3 separate regions of the Sus scrofa genome follow, and all the other regions are linked to region 2. Evidence: chromatin contacts called from public Hi-C and HiChIP or PLAC-seq data. All regions are on one chromosome and are shown on one strand. Each heading gives the region's core, a stretch centred on a gene start, on an enhancer-like site or on the middle of the called end of the contact. The rest is flanking DNA. Distances are from core to core; before and after follow the strand shown. Region 1 holds the start of MKNK2 (MAP kinase-interacting serine/threonine-protein kinase 2). Region 2 holds the start of MOB3A (MOB kinase activator 3A). Region 3 holds the start of BTBD2 (BTB/POZ domain-containing protein 2).

Evidence for each region. Hi-C and Micro-C count contacts between places; a contact is called where the count stands out from the background. HiChIP or PLAC-seq counts read pairs in DNA pulled down with a chosen protein or histone mark.
Region 1: an H3K27ac HiChIP or PLAC-seq map of alveolar macrophages shows a contact between it and region 2. The contact joins the promoter of MKNK2 here to the promoter of MOB3A in region 2. A contact is called at or near these places in 1 of 5 promoter capture datasets (liver), 8 of 47 Hi-C or Micro-C datasets (alveolar macrophages, blood, embryonic fibroblasts and 2 more) and 2 of 2 datasets of contacts at active chromatin or transcription factors (alveolar macrophages and skeletal muscle).
Region 3: a contact with region 2 is called in a Hi-C map of skeletal muscle, with 2.9 times the contacts expected there. The contact joins the promoter of BTBD2 here to the promoter of MOB3A in region 2. A contact is called at or near these places in 3 of 5 promoter capture datasets (liver and skeletal muscle), 11 of 47 Hi-C or Micro-C datasets (alveolar macrophages, blood, embryonic fibroblasts and 5 more) and 2 of 2 datasets of contacts at active chromatin or transcription factors (alveolar macrophages and skeletal muscle).

What each region holds. Positions count from the first base shown.
Region 1 is chr2:76,508,640-76,512,056 of Sscrofa11.1, reverse strand. It overlaps MKNK2 (MAP kinase-interacting serine/threonine-protein kinase 2), which reads right to left and starts at 1,755. Exons shown (of 15, transcript XM_021084205.1): 1 at 1,602-1,755; 2 at 1,325-1,459.
Region 2 is chr2:76,473,264-76,477,059 of Sscrofa11.1, reverse strand. It overlaps MOB3A (MOB kinase activator 3A), which reads right to left and starts at 1,663. Exons shown (of 5, transcript XM_021084201.1): 1 at 1,287-1,663. It overlaps IZUMO4 (izumo sperm-egg fusion protein 4), which reads left to right and starts at 1,833. Exons shown (of 10, transcript XM_003123021.2): 1 at 1,833-2,104; 2 at 2,192-2,272; 3 at 2,388-2,459; 4 at 3,190-3,216; 5 at 3,314-3,389; 6 at 3,544-3,591; 7 at 3,674-3,688. The coding sequence starts at 1,891.
Region 3 is chr2:76,536,345-76,540,229 of Sscrofa11.1, reverse strand. It overlaps BTBD2 (BTB/POZ domain-containing protein 2), which reads right to left and starts at 1,692. Exons shown (of 9, transcript XM_021084208.1): 1 at 1,307-1,692. The coding sequence starts at 1,683.

The DNA.
Region 1 (3,417 bases), core at 506-3,005, 35 kb before region 2:
ACCCTGCAGATGCCAGCCAGCTGTAGTACAAGGCAGTGTGGACAGGCCAGGCCTAGAGCTGGCTGCGGGTTTCTAGTCAGCAGGCCTTGGCAGGAGGTGGCTGGAACCATCCAGAGAGTTCGACTTTGCTTTGGCCACTGTGCTGGCCCCACACGCTGACCCCATCTAGGCTCAAGCCCAGCCCTGGGAGGGCTCAGACCACCGCCAGTGACATCTCAAGTCCATCCTGCTCCTCTTGCCCAGCCCTGAACATTTGGACATGCCAAGGCTGTGTCTGCCCCGGGGGTAGAAGCGAGGATGACAGGAGTGTGGGCAGGGGTGGGGCGCTGGCCCAGGACGCTGGCTGGACAGGCCTGGGAATTTTAACCCAGTCTCGGCTTGCTCCTCCCACCGTGGTGTGCAGTTTGCCTGTAGGTATATTCGCGCGTGCACACATACACACAAATGGACATGCATGCACGCGTGAACACACACACCTAGGTCCTGCCTTCTCTACAGGGCAACAGGTCCCTGCCCAGGGAAGCCATTACGTAACACAGCTAGCAAGGTGGGGTGGCCGCTGCGCTGACATCACTGCGTCCCCTGGGCCGGGCCCTATGGGCCACTGCCTAGCACCTGCCTGTGCCCCCCTTCCCCCTGCCCCAGACTCGTTCATCTGAGACCAGGACTTGGCGGCCACAGCCAGGGGGCCCCAGCAGAAACTTCCCGCTCTGACAGGAAATAGCACTCTGGCCTAGGGTGTCTGGAAGGTGGAGGACTGGGAGAGCATTCAATCCACTGCCCCATTCTGCAGACCACCTAGGAGGGCGTGGGGGTGCCTGCAGCCCTGCCTGGGGTTTCTGGAGGAAGGACTCCACAGACCCCACAGGCCCCATGACGCTGGGGTCAGGACTGTGGCCTGCAGATGCCCCAGTGCACACTCAGCAGGGGTCTTCAGGAGACACAAATCCAGGGGCCCCCACAGGCGGGGGAGGGGGGGCAGCAGAGGAAAGACCTTACTGGCCCCAGGGCGCTAGGGACTGAACTGTGTGGCCTACTGAACGCCCTCCCCCCCAGTATACCCCTGGCTGGGGTTTGCGGGGAACACATAGGAAGGATCCCCATAGGCCAGACTCCTAGAAGAAAGACCCACAGGCCCCAGGATATCAGAGACGGGACTGCGGCCAATTGAACACCCCTACCAGTGCACAGCTGAAGCAGCCCCAGGAGCGGGGTGGGGTGCTGCCCCGAGCTCCCGAGGGATCCTGGGGTCGGGCTCCCGCGCCCTGCCACCGGCCACTCCAGTGGTACGGCCGAGGCGCCCCCAAACCGATCCGGCCCTCACCTTGAACGAACGGTGGAAGCCCTGAAGTTCGGCTGTTTTCTTCTGCACCATCTTCTGTCCGGGCCCCGCCAGCGGGGGAGGGGACGAGGGGCCCGGGGGCGGCCCGTGGGCGGGGGGGCGGCCGAGAAGGGGACCCTGTGGGCGGGAGCAGACAAAGGAGGGCGTTGAGTGGCCGCGGCCAGCGCGCCGGGAGCCCAGGCCAGGGCGGCGAGGCTCCGTGGGGCCCGATCCCCGCGCCTGGGTTGGAGCCAGGCTGGGGTCACCGGGCCGCACTCACCGGGGTCGGGCTCGGGCCGGGGCCGCAATGCCGCCGCCCGAGACGCGCCGCAGCCCGGACCCCGCTGCGCGGACCGCGCGGGGAACAGCGCCGCCACCGCCGCTGCCGCCACCGCGGACTCCTCCGTCAGGGCCGCCACCGCCGAGAGGAGCCGGGCGCGCCGCGTCGCCACCACCTTTATAGCCAAGTTCGGCCCCGCCCCGACGCAGACCCCGCCCCTCATGACCCGCCCTTGTGCGCACGACGGGGGCGGGGCTGAAAGGCCGCTCTAGCCGTGGGGCGTGTCTGCGCGCGTGCGCCTTGCAGTGCTCCGGGTTTCTGGCGCGGGACCGGGCAAGATCCTGACGCAGCCGGAGACTCGAGGAAGCCCGCGGGACCCTGGCACTGAGCCAAAGCCCGGCCCTGCCCTCTGGCAACAACATTAGTCTATTGGCCGGGGCTAAGATACACTGACTCCTTTTAGCCACTCTCCTGCTCCAGAACCTGCCATGGCTCCCTCTTGCATCTTTGCTTGAGAACCTGGTGTGTCTCCTTTTCAGCTTCTTGATCCTGGCCCCAGCTATCGTGCAGGAGCACCCCAACTGGCTTAGAGGCTTAGCCGCCTCCCCAGATTGCTCCCCCAAAGTTCACCCTATTATTGGCTTGAAAAGGGGACCACTGGAGTTCCCTTGTGGCACAGCAGATTAAAGATAGGGCGTTGTCCTGCTCTGGCTTTGGTCGCTGCTGTGGCGTGGGTTTGATCCCTGGACCATTCGCAGCCAAAATAAAAGAAGAAGTAAAGAATAGGGGACTGCAGTCAGGCATGGGGACTGAGCTCTATGAAGGACTGTCCTTCAGTCCTGCAAAGAAGTGTTTCCCCTGACTGATGGAGAAAAAGGCCAAGGGGTGGGGGCCACAGAACAAAAAGCAAAACACAACCCCGTTTCAGCTGAGGCCCTGACCCAGATCTGAGAGCTTCAGTTCATCCTGAGCCGGGCCAGCTCCCTGTCTCTGTCCCCACAGCCCTGTGGTGCATGGTCCTTAGACCTGGGCCTGGCCACGTGGGGGCACAGGTCTGGACTGTCCTCCCTCTCCTCCAGGCCCCAGTCTATCCTTCCAGGGGCTTCTCACCCTGCCCCAGCTATCCCCCAACCAGGCCTGAACTGGGTGATCACCTTCCCTTTGAGGCTGCCTCAAGTTACATGCTGCCCCCCAAGGCTACAGCTCAAGGCACAGGAGCTGTGAGGGCTGACCTCAGTCCTCTGGAATGTTTGGTGGGACCTGCAGGGAACTCCCCAGCCAGCCCCCAGCCCTCACCTGACCCATGCACGCATGGGTGTTGTGTGTGTGTGTGTGTGTGTGTGTGTGTGTGTGTGTGTGTGTGACCTTGGCTCCAGGTGTTTGGGGTGGGGCTGCTAGACCGGCCTGCCCAGGAGGCCTCAGTCTCCCCCCACACCATCCCACCCCTCTCCTCACCTGGCTGTCCCTTCCCACTCATGCCCGGGAGCCAGGATCCTCTCTGTGTGTACAGTCACCTGTGCTTTGGGATGGCTGGTGGGTACAGCTGGGTCCCTACCCCTCCCCAGAAGACCAGCTCTGTCAGAGCCCCGATCCTCTCACTGCTGGTCCAGCACCCAGCACAGGGCCCAGCACCCACACAGGAAGTGCTCACTCAGTGCTGCTGAAGAGAAAGGCCATAGTTAGCCAGGCGTGCCTGCGTGTCTGCATGCACGCATACAGGGGTTGTGTCAGTGTGTGAGCTTCCAGAGGCTGCTTCCAGAGCCCAAAGACTGAAATCAAGGCATTGTCGGCAAGGCCACACCCTCCGCAAAGGCTC
Region 2 (3,796 bases), core at 414-2,913:
GCTCCATTTGGACCCCTAGCCTGGGAACCTCCATATGCCGCGAGTGTGGCCCTAAAAAGAAAAAAAAAGGTGGGGTGGAACCCATCTGCTGGAGGACAGGAGCAACAGGGCAGGTGCTGTTTGAGGCAGGCACCAAATTCAGACTCTGGTGAGAAACTGGGTGCCCTAGGGTGTGGGCAGGGGTGGGGCAGCAAAGACTTCCCCTTGCTTCACTTCATGATCAGTACCACAGACACCGACAGGCTACCATAACTTGGGGTGGGGGAGTATGCCCCCAGGCACTCAGGGCTTCCGGAGGCGGCAGTGCTCTGTTCTGACATTGTCCATCCATGGCATCAGTCAGTGCTGAGTCCGTGAAATGGGCTAAAAAGAGCCCCTGAACTTTTATGCTGGGTGGAGAGTGGGATGAAGAAGCGGCTGACAGAGGCCAAGTGTAACAGAAGCAAATCCAAAATCACAAAGTGCAGGCAGGCAGTGGGGTATGAGATACAAATCCCATGCCACAATTTATCCAACTGTATGCTTTGAATGTGTGCAGTTCACTGCAAGTCTACTGAGCCTCTATAAAAAGGTTTAAAAAAAAAAAAAGAAAGAAATCCAAGGGGCAGAAAGCTCCTGTGAATAAATTCTGGGAGACTCTTACCCCCAAATGAGCAGTGGCTCTCTCAGTGGGAGAATCACTGGTCATTTATTTACAAAGAGCCTGTGACTCTGCGTATCTTTCAATCACCTCTCCTTCCCTTTTCAGCGACGTTTTGTAAAATACTCGGCCATTGAAAGCAAATACAAGCCCTATAGCCAGTTCAGAGACAGAGCTGTGGAGTCACCAGGTAGTCAGTGCCGACACCTGCCGCCCAGCCCTTGCCCGCTGCTCAGGGACTCTTGGGACAAGGAAGCCTGCTTGCAGAGGGCAGGTGTCCCAGTGGGCTGGGGGCCCTAAAATTCTGTGGGCTTTCCATCCATCAGGAGGTGGGGTCCTGATCAGCGATACAACCAGGGGTGACCTAAAGTAACATTTGTAACCGCTAATTGGACCAAGGGCCGCCACGGCTCCTGCCCCTCCACCACTGTTCACCCCCCTGAGGGGCCCGGTTGTCTGGTCCTCCGCGGTTGTCCCCCGCCCCTAAGGGCCCGGCCTCCCCGCCGCCCGCGGTCGTACCTCCTGAGGTCGCCCTGCCCGCGGTCGCCCTCTCTGAAGGACCCGGCCTCCCTCGCCTCTACCACCGTTCACCCCTCTGAGGGACCCAGCCTTCACACCGCCCGCGGTCATACCTCCGAGGACCCACCTGCCGCCTGCTGTCCGAAGGATCTGGCCACTCTCGTCGCCAGACTCCGCCCCCGGGGCTCCAATCAGCCTTGCCTCGCCGTCCGCCGCGGAAAAACTCCGCGCACCACTGCCCCGCCCCGGATATACTTCCGCTCCTGTCCAAGGCCTTCCCGGAAGTGGAGCGGAGACTGCCCGCGGGCGGAGCAGCTGAGTGCCCGGAGCGCTGGACCGGGCCTCGAGGTGGGGCCGCCGTGGAAGGAGGAGCTTGAGCGGGCCGAGAACGCCTGCGTGGAGCGCGGTCAGGGGCGGGGCCAATAGAGGGGTGGAGCCCTCTTTGGGAGCTGAGGTTGGTGGGCGTGGCTTGAAAGAGGAGTAGGCGGTGGGAAGTCGCTAGTCAGTTGCGAGGGCGGGCCTACGCCGAGGGGGCGGGAGAGGGCGAGGCTATGTCACAAGAGAGCGGTTGGTTGGTGAGCGATGGGGGCGGGGCACGAGGGCGCCGTTTGTTGGTGCGCGGCAGAGGGGCGTGGCTCGAGGGGCGCCGTCGGTTGGCCGGCGGCGGGCGGCGGGTGGTGGGCGGTGGGCGGTGGGCGCGGGCGGCGGGCGGCGGGCGGTGGGGGCGGGCCATGGCCCTGCTGCTGTGCCTGGGCCTGACAGCTGCGCTGGCCCGAGGCTGCTTGCACTGCCACGGCAACTTCTCAGAGAAGTTCTCCTTCTACCGCCATCACGTGAACCTCAAGTCCTGGTGGGTGGGCGACATCCCTGTGTCGGGTTCGCTGCTCACCGACTGGAGCCAGGACACGATGAAGGAGCTGCATCTGGCCATCCCCGCGGAAATCAGTGAGTACCCCGGCCCTGCCTGCACGCGCTCCACGCCCAACCAGACCCTGGGCCAGGCCTCTCTCACAACTCTCCTCTCACCCCCAGCCCGGGAGAAACTGAACCAAGTGGCAAACGCCGTGTACAAGAGAATGGATCAACTGTACCAGGGAAAGATGTATTTCCCGGGTAAGGGGGCGGCCGCCACAGTGGGAAACCGAGGAACAACCCCGCGGCCCCAGGGCATCTCACGCTGACCCATCCACCTGCCCCTGACCTTCTCCCTCCTGCCTCCCCCCATTAGGGTATTTCCCCAACGAGCTGCGAGCTATCTTCCGGGAGCAGGTGCACCTCATCCAGAATGCCATCATCGAAAGTGAGCAAATAAGGGCTTCGGGGATGGAGGATGCTGCCCAGAGCCTGAGGACCCAGGACCACAGGAGTGTTTGCCTCTTTCTAGGCCTAGGCCCAGGTTCCAGCCAGGGCCTGGCTGAGACTAGAGCCATGTGAATAGGGATCTGGCATGATGCAGCTGGGTGTTGGAACTCAGAAAGGACAGAAAGTGGGGAGAAAGTCTGCTCCCTGGGAGTTCCCGTCGTGGTGCAGCGGAAAGGAACCCGACTAGGAACCATGAGGTTGCGGGTTTGATCCCTGGCCTCGCTCAGTGGGTTAAGGATCCGGCGTTGCTGTGAGCTGTGACGTAGGTTGCAGACTCGGCTAGGATCCTGCATTGCTGTGGCTTAGGCCAGTGGCTACAGCTCCAATTCGACCCCTGGCCTGGGAACCTCCATATGCTGCCCTAAAAAAACCCCCCAAAAACACAAAAACCAAAAACCAAAAAAGTTTCCTCTCTGAGGGGGGACACTCTCATCTAGTGGACACCAATAGGACACCTGGAAGGATAAATTTTGACCTGTCCCTATCATCTCCCCTAGCCAGTCCCTGGAGGCCTGAGTATTGCTACTGCCCTTCCCCATGGTTTGCTTCACCCCAGGCTGGGGCCATGGACACTCCTGAGCCTTGGGCAGCCTGGGAAGGTGGGCTGGATGGGGAGGACAGTCTAGGCCTGCTAAGAAGATACCATCTGTGCTCTCACCCTTTCACAGGCCGCATCGACTGTCAGCGTCACTGTGGTGAGCCTCTGTCCAGGTTGTGGGGTGCAGCAGCAGCAGCATGGGGCCCCAGAGGCTGAGGGTGAGGGGACCTTCGGCTGCCTCTGGTCTATTGCAGGCATCTTCCAGTACGAGACCATCTCCTGCACCAACTGCACAGACTCACATGTTGTCTGCTTTGGCTACAACTGCGAGTAAGGCTCAGAATCACACACCTGCCTGTGTGCCCACCGCCCCCGCCCCAGCCACAGGGTCCAAGGGTCTCCCTGGAGTGGGCCCCTCCATCACCTGGGTGGGGGGAATGGAAGCTCCCCCCAGCTGGCCCCTCCATGTCCTGTGTGCCGGCAGGTCGTCGGTGCAGTGGGAGACAGCAGTGCAGGGCCTCCTCCAGTACATGTGAGTCAGGGGAGCTGGGCTTAGGGTGGGGACCCCAGTCAAGGCCACTTGGCCCCTGACTCCAAACCTGCTGTTGTTGCAGAAATAAGTGGCACAAGTAAGTTTCCCCTTTCCAAACCTGAGTTTGATCACAGGCAGTGGGGCACGTGTGCCCTCTCCGGTGAGTATGTGCCTGGCTGAGGCCACACCTGATGCCAGGGACCCA
Region 3 (3,885 bases), core at 443-2,942, 63 kb before region 2:
CAACAATGCATATGAAATAATCACTGAAAGGCTAAAAAGAAAAAGAACTAGCACCTTCAATGGAGGACGCCCACAGAGCAGGAATGTGGGGTAGGAACGGTGCGAGGGAGGCTGGGGGCTCAAAGGCAGCACATCCACCACCTCCAGCTCTGAGTTTTCGGTGGGGGGGGGGGCTGCAACACACACATGGTCCTGAGGACCCAACCACGGGCCTGGAACCTTCCTTGGACAGGAATTTAGACCCAGTTGTTCATTAATAACCAAGAAAAACCAGAAAGAAGGATTTCAGAGGCACAGGCTAAACAAAAGCCACACATCAGAAAGGTAGAGAGGACCCTCACAGCAGGCTGGGGGACACTCCAAGCAGAATGAGGAGAATCCCCCTAACCCCTCCCCTAACAGAACCCCCTCAGCGCCTCCCCGCTACCCAGAGAGCAGGGCCAGAGGAACCAGCAGTGGGCAGGGCAGTGTCTGACATCAGCCCCACCCCACCTAAGGGCCTGGGGGCCGCATCCTAGAGACTGGCAGAGGGATGGGGCCTGGACCCAGAACTCCCGCCTCTGGAGAAGAGGCCTTGGGGGTAAGGGGTCAGGGAGCTGAGGGCAGCACCGAGATGGGGGGTCACTGCAGGTTCTGTGGCTCAGGAGTCTGGGGGTCTTGGGTTCATGAGCTGGAGGTCTGATGAGGCTCTGGGGGTCTAGCCCCAAAAAGGATGGGGAAGTCAGGGGGAGGAGGTCATGATGGAGGATGTGGAGGGAGGTGGCTGTGTCTGGGGTCCTCAGGCTGGCCAAGCTGGGACAGCAGGGCCTGGAGAGCCTGGCAGGGGTTGAAAGGTCCCAGGAACGCCAGGGGTGGAAAAGGTCCCTTGGTCTGGGAGATCCTGGCCAAGGTGGTGGGGTCAGGGGTCGCAGAGCCAGGAGTCACTGATGAGAATGAAAAGGCAGAGGGTCTCAGGACCAGAATATGGCTAGTATCTGGAAATACGGGGTGGATGGGCGCCTGGTAGGGCCGAGGAAGGATGGGGCCTGAGGATGATGGGTACTGGGGACGAAAGGGTCCTAGAGACACTGGATGTCCGGGGAGGGCAGGTCCCTGAGCCAGCAGGGTTCCGCGAATGGCGGGTCCCCGATCCAGGGAAGATGGGTCCTGGGGATGGCGGGGTTGGGGGCCGGGGGTAGGTCCCAGGGGTGGCAGGGTTCGGGGACGGTAGGTCCAGGGGGTTGGTGGATCCCAGGGGTAGCGGGGTTCGGGATGGCAGGGGCGGGGGCGGAGGGTTCGGGACGGCGGTCCCGGGACAGCGGCCCACCTGTGCGCCGGGATGCGCTGCGCGCCGAGCCCCTTGCCCACCAGGAAGTGCACGTCGCAGAGCACCTCGTTGTTGAAGAGGAAGGCGAAGCGCTCCTTCACCGTGGGCTTGGTGGCCTGCCAGTTGTAGACGGGCTCGCGCAGCAGCGCGGCCGCCCCCGGCTCCTCGGCCGCCCGCTCCCCGCCCGCCGCGGCCTGCGCGCCCGGCCCCGACACCGGCGGCGGCGGCCCGGGGGCGGCGGGGGCCGGAGCGGCGGCGGCGGCCGCCGCGTTGCCGGGAGCCGGGGCGGCGTTGGCGCTGGGCCCCGGGCCGCCCCCCGCTCCCGGGCCGACCCCCGGCGGGCACGACGCGCGCCCGCCGCTCCCACCCGCCGCCATCTTGTCGGTGCGGCGCCGGGCGGGGCGGGGCGGGGAGGGAGGGGGCGGGGGAGGGGGGGTAGAGCGGAGGGGGTGGGGCAAGGGGGGGGAGGAGGGGGCAAGGGGGGAAGGGAGGGGAGGGGGAGAGACCGGAGAGGAGGGGCAAGGGGGGGGGGGAGGGGGCGAAGGGGAAGGAAGGGGAAAATTAAGCGTCTAAAAAGTGACTGGGATGGAGTTCCCTGGTGGCTCAGCAGGTTAAGGATTTGGCGTTGTCATTGCTGTGGCTCGGGTCATTGCCGTGGCACAGGTTCGATCCCTGGCCTGGAAACATCTGCATGCCGGGCAGGGCAGAAAAAAAATAAAAGGGTTGGGAGACCTCAGGATTCTCAAAGCCTGGTCCTTCCCGTGGAGAAGGGATTTCTTCATTTGGGCGGTGGCCCATGGACCGCCCGCAAAGCCACAGGCAAGACATTCCTCCTCAGTGTCCAGTTTCAGCCCGAATCCTGGCCGGTTCTTACCTCCAAAGCAGACCTTGAATCGTCTCCCTTTTCCTGGGTCCCCTCGAGGACCGGCTCTGCTCTCACCTCAGGGAAGTAAATTTTTAACACTGGGCTGCATGGGGTTTTTTTCAGGGTGGGGGGCGCCCCCATGTTTTCATTTTGCACTGTTCCGGAGAATTCTGTGGCAGTCCAGGCCCCATTCCACTACCACTGTCGTCTAAAACTGCCCAGCTTGCTCCCTGACAACCACCAGCCCCAACAACCCAACCTTCCTTACTCTTTTTAGAATCTAGCCTCCTCCCAACTTAAACCAGGTCTTTGGGAGCCGCTGCTTAAAGCCCTCCAGGTGCTCCCCATGAAAGCCAAACCCCTTCACCTGGGAACTCAGCTCTGTGGATGTCATCAGCCCTCCTAGCTCCTTGGCATTAGCCCCACCCCTACGATAGACTTCCACTATCAGCCTTAGCCCCTGGATTTTAGACACTCCCACCTTGCCAGCCCACTGCCTCTGCCCTTTGGGGTGAGAAATGAACAGAAGGCCAAATCGTACAACATTATAACCATGCGCAAAGCCATCTCAAACCTGATTTTTTTTTCAAAGATCTTTGTTTCACTTTAAAAGTAATATATAGGGGGAGTTCCCGTTGTGGCGCAGTGGTTAACGAATCCGACTAGGAACCATGAGGTTGCGGGTTCGGTCCCTGCCCTTGCTCAGTGGGTTAACGATCCAGCGTTGCCGTGAGCTGTGGTGTAGGTCGCAGACGTGGCTCGGATCCTGCGTTGCTGTGGCTCTGGCGTAGGCTGGTGGCTACAGCTCCGATTGGACCCCTAGCCTGGGAACCTCCATATGCTGCGGGAGCGGCTCAAGAAATAGCTAAAAAAAAAAAAAAAAAAAAGTAATATATAGGAGTTCCCACTGTGACACAGTGGGTTATGAATCCGACTGCAGCAGCTCAGATCCCCGCAGCCCAGCACAGTGGGTTAAAGGATCTGGTGCTGCAGCAGCTGCAGCTCAAATTCAATCCCTGACCCGAGAACTTTGACATGCTGTGAGTGTGGCCATAAAAATTAAATAAATAAAAGTAATATATAAAAAATAGAGAGGATTTCCTGTTGTAGCATAGTGGAAATGAATCCAACTAGTATCCATAAGGATGCTAGTTGGAGCCCTGGCCTCACTCAGTGGGTTAAGGATTTGGCATTGCCATAAACTGTGGTGTAGGCTGCAGATGCGTCTTGAATCTGGTGTTGCTGTGGCTGTGGTGCAGGCTGGCAGCTGCATCTCCAATTCGACCCCTAGCCCAGGAACTTCCACATGCCTCGGGTGTGGCCCTAAAAAAAATCATATATATATATATTAAAAAAATTTTTTAATGGTTCATCCAAAGAAAATCAGGCTGTAGAAGTAGAACTAGGGGCTTGATAAAGAAAATCCTGTCTTGTCTTGAGGATAATTATGAATTCATGGTGCTCAAACTTGACTAGTTTCATGAGCGCATCATTCATTAATCATTATTGATGAGAGATACCGTTAAGTGGGCTCCTGTGTGCCTTCAACACCCCCAAAACTCGGAGAAGCAGCCCTTCTTTCCCTCAACAAAATAGTCCAGGCCCACACTGCACCTTTCCTGCTCTGAAAAATAATAAAACTAGTTAGTCTCCAAAGAGCCCTATTTCTTGGAATGGGGAAAAATACTGATGACTTGCATTCTGGATATGGGGT